Linked DNA regions of Rattus norvegicus: region 1 is linked to region 2. The links are chromatin contacts, called in public Hi-C maps. All regions are on one chromosome and are shown on one strand. Each heading gives the region's core, a stretch centred on a gene start, on an enhancer-like site or on the middle of the called end of the contact. The rest is flanking DNA. Distances are from core to core; before and after follow the strand shown. Region 1 holds the start of Eif4e (eukaryotic translation initiation factor 4E). Region 2 holds the start of LOC134485690 (CRACD-like protein).

Evidence for each region. A called contact is a pair of places that touch in the nucleus more often than the background predicts.
Region 1: a contact with region 2 is called in a Hi-C map of frontal cortex, with 1.7 times the contacts expected there. The contact joins the promoter of Eif4e here to the promoter of LOC134485690 in region 2. A contact is called at or near these places in 1 of 12 Hi-C or Micro-C datasets (frontal cortex) and 1 of 1 datasets of contacts at active chromatin or transcription factors (oligodendrocytes).

Annotation. Positions count from the first base shown.
Region 1 is chr2:229,739,390-229,742,089 of GRCr8, forward strand. It overlaps Eif4e (eukaryotic translation initiation factor 4E), which reads left to right and starts at 1,364. Exons shown (of 7, transcript NM_053974.2): 1 at 1,364-1,394. The coding sequence starts at 1,377. It overlaps Mir1956 (microRNA 1956), which reads left to right and starts at 506; the gene lies at 506-568.
Region 2 is chr2:229,966,220-229,968,919 of GRCr8, forward strand. It overlaps LOC134485690 (CRACD-like protein), which reads right to left and starts at 1,350. Exons shown (of 3, transcript XM_063282750.1): 1 at 349-1,350. The coding sequence starts at 1,350. The coding sequence ends at 775. It overlaps Tspan5 (tetraspanin 5), which reads left to right and starts at 1,357. Exons shown (of 8, transcript NM_001004090.2): 1 at 1,357-1,442. The coding sequence starts at 1,362.

The sequences.
Region 1 (2,700 bases), core at 114-2,613, 230 kb before region 2:
AAGAAAAATTTAAAACATTGTTAAGGGTTGGGGATATAACTCAGTTGGTAGAGTGCTTATTTAGCACTCCGAAGCCCCGAGTTCCATCCCTCTCAGCAAAAAAGGGCTCTCCCCGCCCCCACTACCAGCACGTGCCAGTAATCCCAGTACTTTGACAGGGAGGTGGAGGCAGGAGGATCAACAGTTCAAGACCATCCTCCCCTACATCTTAAGTTCAAAGCCACCGTGCGCTACAGGAGACCCAGGGTCAAGAAAAAAAATTGTTAAAACAGCAGCGGAGGCGGAGGCAGCCGGTGCTTAGAAGGCACGCGCTTGCTTCTAGATTCCGAAGCGTTTTCAAAGCTGGTTACAGTCCTTACCACAGCACACCCTTGTGAGGTAAGTGTATTATCATCTTTGGTTCATAAATGAAAAAGCTGAGGCGCTGAGTGATTAAGTCACTCGCCTAAGGAGCATGAGTCAACGTCAAGAGTCATAGTTGACCCGGCTTAACGACTCCTGACCCTCAGTCCAGGGCTGAGTCAGCGGAGCCCGGAGTGGCTTCCCTGGCTGGCACCTGGACGTAGGCTATTTCCGTTCACGTCCAAGCAGAATACTGGAACCGATTGGACAGAACTTTCCAAACTTTTTACGTCCAGCAAGATTCACCCCTGACGCCTTCATCTCAGGACTGGGAACAGGAAAAGCCGACGCGTGCACTCCCCTTCCCCAAGCGTGTGAGTGGGTACCGTGGGCAAGCCCGCCCACCCGCTTGGGCAGCGATGGCAGCAAGGGACCACCCGCGTTAGTGGACCGGGGACGGGGGAACGCAGACCTCATCAACGACTCTCCATCGCCGCCTCTTTCTGAAACCAAGAGAAAATGGTGGGAGGCGAAAAGAAAACTAAATAAAAACACAAGCAACTTGTCTTAGGACCTCAGCTAAGCAAATGAAGCCTTCTTGCGTGTGCTGAGCCTGCAGTTCTCAACCTTCTAGGAAAGATGGGAGGACTGGGCGACAGAGGGCACAGCAGGAATGCCCAGCAGTGAGAGCAACCGGAGCTCTGCCCGCTGCACCGCAGAGGCCTAAAACCTACTCTGCAGGAAGTGCGGGCGGCGCTGGGAGCCGCGCACCCTCGCCAGCGACCACGTGATCACTTTTTTTTTTTTTTGGGAGAAAAAACTTCCTTGCCTTAAGAGAAAAAAAAAAAAAAAAAAAGAGACTCCACTTCCCAGAAGCCTCTTGTTCCCCAAGCAGCTGCAGTCTTGCGCAGGCGCCGCCAGGGCCAAACGGACACGTCCGTCACGTGGGCAGGAGCCGGCCAATCCGGTTTGAATCTCATTTTTTTCCTCTCGCCCCCCCTTCAGGAGCGGTTGTGCGATCAGATCGATCTAAGATGGCGACTGTGGAACCGGTGAGTATTGCCTTCGGCCCCCACCCCCGAGGTCCCCGCGCTCTGGCTTCCTCCGCTCAGGGACTGTCCGCAGGACGGCGTTCCCGGCGCGCACAGCGCCTCCGGCCGCGTCCTGCCCCTTTCCCACCGGCCTGACCTTCCGCGGGCAGCCTCGGCGCCGGGAGGCTGGCGGCGGCAGCGTGGAGCGCACACGCCGTGTGGGGGCCCGGGCACCGGGTCGGTGGGGGAGGGGCGCCGCGCGGCCCTGCGGTGCGGCCGGCGGAGGGCGGCTCGGGCCGCCAGCGCGGGATCGGTCTGGGGTCCCGGTGGGCGTGGGGCGGGCGGCTCCTAGCGGGCACCGTGGTTGGCGGGGCGGGTGGGCGGCGAGCTGGCCTGAAAGAGTCAGAGGGAGCCTGAGGCAGCGGCGCCTCGCCGTCGCCCGCGCCCCGCCGCCGGGGTCCTCGTGCGGGCCGCGCTCTCAAGCTGTGGAGGAGGGTGGGTTGGCGGAGCCGGTGGGCGCGCGGGGCCGGGCGGGCGGGGCGCGGCAAGAAGGGGAGCGCGTCCCGCGGGGAGCTGGGGGCTGTGGCGTTGAGTGGAGAGCACGCCCAGGGGTCGTGTCGCGCACCTCCGGGGGCCGGGGAAGGGGGCCGGCCGAGAAGGTGATCACATTGTCCTGGCCCCTCCACGCCGGGACTGGGCTGTCATGGAGGAGGGAAGGGGGAGGAGCGAGGCCTACAGTTCGCTCCAGCGGGTCGGCTGGCCGTAGACCTGCATTTCACACGCGCCGGGCTTCCATTCATTCATCCTCCCGGCGCAGTGCGCACGCCTCCGAGGACCGTGTAGATTCTTCTACTCTTACGCGAGGAGATCGTCTGGGAGATACTCAAGGAACACTAATTTTGGAAATAGGAACTTTGGAGATTATCTTTTCTTTAATTAAAGGAAGGAAAATTAAGCGTGGGGGCAGCGGCGCGAGCCAGGGCTTGAGTGTGAAGGTCAGAGGGCAGCTTTTGGAGTCCTGAGAATCGAAATTCAGGAGCCTTTTCCGAACCATCACTTAAGCGCCTCAACATCTGCTTTTCCACTGATGATTCCTCCTCACTCTACACTGCTTCCCTCTTAATTAAAGCGCTATTTTGAAGTTAATTGAAGCAAGATGCACAGAGAGCATCACGTAGGTAAACCCGGTAGCCAGAAGGTGGTGATTTTTTTTGTTGTTGTTTTTGTTGTGGTTTGGGTTTGCCGGCAGCTGGCTCACTGGTCTTCCATCCCAGATTTTTAAAGAATGTCACACCTGTGTGATAAAAATCTCAGGTGCAAAAAGGCA
Region 2 (2,700 bases), core at 100-2,599:
TTCTCTTCCTACAAAACCCTGGTGCCCGTTTCCCTGCACTTGTGCAAAGTGCCCGAAGAATATACACACATAACTGCTAGGTACATGTGCTCCCCCCCCCCCCCCCCCGCCTTCTCAAAGTTTCCTCCCTCTAAGTTCTGTTCTCTCCCAGAGGTTGAAGTGCTCTGTATCTACAAACCCAATTGGCATTTCCCAGAGGAAGACAGTCCTGTATGTAACTCCTGGATCGCTTCCTCAGTTAGAAAGCAGTTATATTCCTTAGACAATATCCATCAACGGTGGGAAGAAGTTCGTGCTCTGGATGAGAACCTGGGTCAGGACTCCTCTGGGCCAGTTCCCCTTTCTCACCTCCATTTGCAGGATGAGGTTCATTTCTTTGGCCGTTGGGAAGAGTGGGTTGGTCTTGGAGGGATTGAGAGTATCCTTTGAGATGCCCACTCCCCAATTCTCTCTTCTTTAACGGCCTAGATCCATCTTGAACACCTCAACAAAGCCCACCCGCGACACTCTACTCTGCTGTTGGGTGGCAAGGCGTCCGCTCTTCCTCATAGTGCAGCAGCAGCAGGAGGAGGAGGAGGTCGGTGTGGTTAGATAGCTAGAGGACCCTGTCTCTGTGTGTCTGTGTGAGCGCGCGTGTGTGTTAGGAGGCGGGCGCTCACCCAGTCCTCATACCCCGAAGCCACTCTCTTTTTAAGGGTCCCTCCAGAGCTGCTGGTGGCCGAGAAAAGGATCCGTAGCTCATCCACCAGGGTCGGTCCTTCTACCCTGGCTCCTCTAAATCAGCGCGCTGAGGGGTGCTCCCTTGTCTCTCCCGGCGGCTAGAGGATCGGGAAGAAGGGGCGGGGAGCAAGGAGGCGAAGAAACAGAGGGACACGCGGACCGCGACAGAGGTGGCGCGGCTGCGTCGTGCGGCCGCCTCTCGGGAGCTCCCGAGCACGAGTCGAGCGCGCGCGCGCCTCGCCGACCCAGGCGCCGGGCGGAGCTGCGGGCCGGGGCGGGCGGAGCGAGCGGCGGGAGGAGCGAGCGGTGGGAGGCGCGCGAGCGGGCGGCGGGCAGCGTCTCCGCCGGCATCTGCGCGGCCGCCTTTGCCCGGAGCCCGGGGACCGAGCGCCGGACCCGCCGCCTGGCGCACGGACGCGGAGCTCCCGCTTTGTGCTCCGCGCCGGTTCGACGAGCATTCCCGGAGGCTGCGGCCACCGCGCCCCGGCGGCCTCGGAGGCCCGCGGCTGGAGGTGCCGGAGCCGCTCGGTCCGCGCGGCTGAGCCCCGCGTGCCCCACTGCTCGCCGGGCTGCTCCGAGCCGCGGTGCTCCGGGGCTCCAAACTCGGGCTGGCGGGGCAAGTGTCTTCATGAACCCAGAGGATGTCCGGGAAGCACTACAAGGGTCCTGAAGTCAGTTGTTGCATCAAATACTTCATTTTTGGCTTCAATGTCATATTTTGGGTAAGTTGGAGCGCTCCTGGGCTTCCAAGTGTTGTGGAGGGTGGGTGGGCGACGGTCCCTCGCCGCGGTCGCTGCCTTTACTTTTCGCCGCCCCCGGGGCGCCTGCCCCAGTCGCGGCGAGAGGCGTCTACCTTCCGCCTTCCCGGCTCGAGCATGGGAGAGAAAAACACTTCATCCTTTCCAGGACCGGGAGGAGGTGAAAAGAGGAACCGAGCCGGGCAGGGGGCAGCCAGGCCTTAGGGTGGCATTTTTCTTTCTTTTCTTTCTTTTTTTTTCGGGGGTGTGTGTGTGGGGCGAATAGCTTGGGTACAGATGGGAGGACGGCTCGGCAGTTTGAGAAACGAGGGAGCACACGGATTAGATTTGCTTCCCGTGGGATCTGGATGTTGGGCAGAGCGTGGTGTCATAATGGGGCAGGCTAATCGGGCAGAGCCGACCCCGAGATCCACCTTCCAGAGCCGATCTGATTGGCCGAGGGCTTGGCTCGGTGTTGCCGCGGCTGGTCTGTGCCGTGCTCAGCGTGTATCTCCTTGCACCATCTCCGGCTTTGTGTAGGATGCAGATGCCGTGGTGTGTGGCTCTGTAATGTGCACGTAAATAACACGTCCTGCATGCTCCTCTCCGGCAGTAAAGCGCTCCCTTTGCATAATGGGCTGGCCAAGTGGGCGTGAGGGGTGGAGGGATTTATTTCTCTGTGTATCCTTGTGGAATAACTAGTCATCAGTCAACATATGTTTCGGCGTGCGTGTGCCTCACGTCTTCCCTCTTTAAAGGGGTGACACACAGCGGGCCGGGTTTTAGGAACCCTCGGAGACATGCAAAGGAGAGAAGGTGTGGAAGACCTGTTTTACTGGCTAAGCAGGTGAGCCGCTGCTTGCACACCGGCTTCAAACCGTGCTCTGCTTGGCACTGCCTTGTGCGGGGCGCCTATTGTAATCAGGTTGGGACCCTACTCTTTTGTTTTGGTTCTTTACTGCGACCTTACAAACGTGTTCAGCAACCAGACAAAGAGTTCTCTAGGACAAGGGGGGAAATGGTTCGTTGGTTGGTTGGTTGGCACTGGTTGGCAGACCATGTTATTTTTCAGCCCACCTCTTCCCATCCGGTCGCCTTCCTCCCTGGCACCCCTCTCTCCGTGGGAGGTAAAGATGGTGGCCGTCCGTGGGGGATATCCCCAAGTTTCTGCGAGGTAAACAAATGATCCAGTGGTCTGAATCCAGAACGTTTTAATCTGGACTCCCCTTAATTGTGGCTGTTT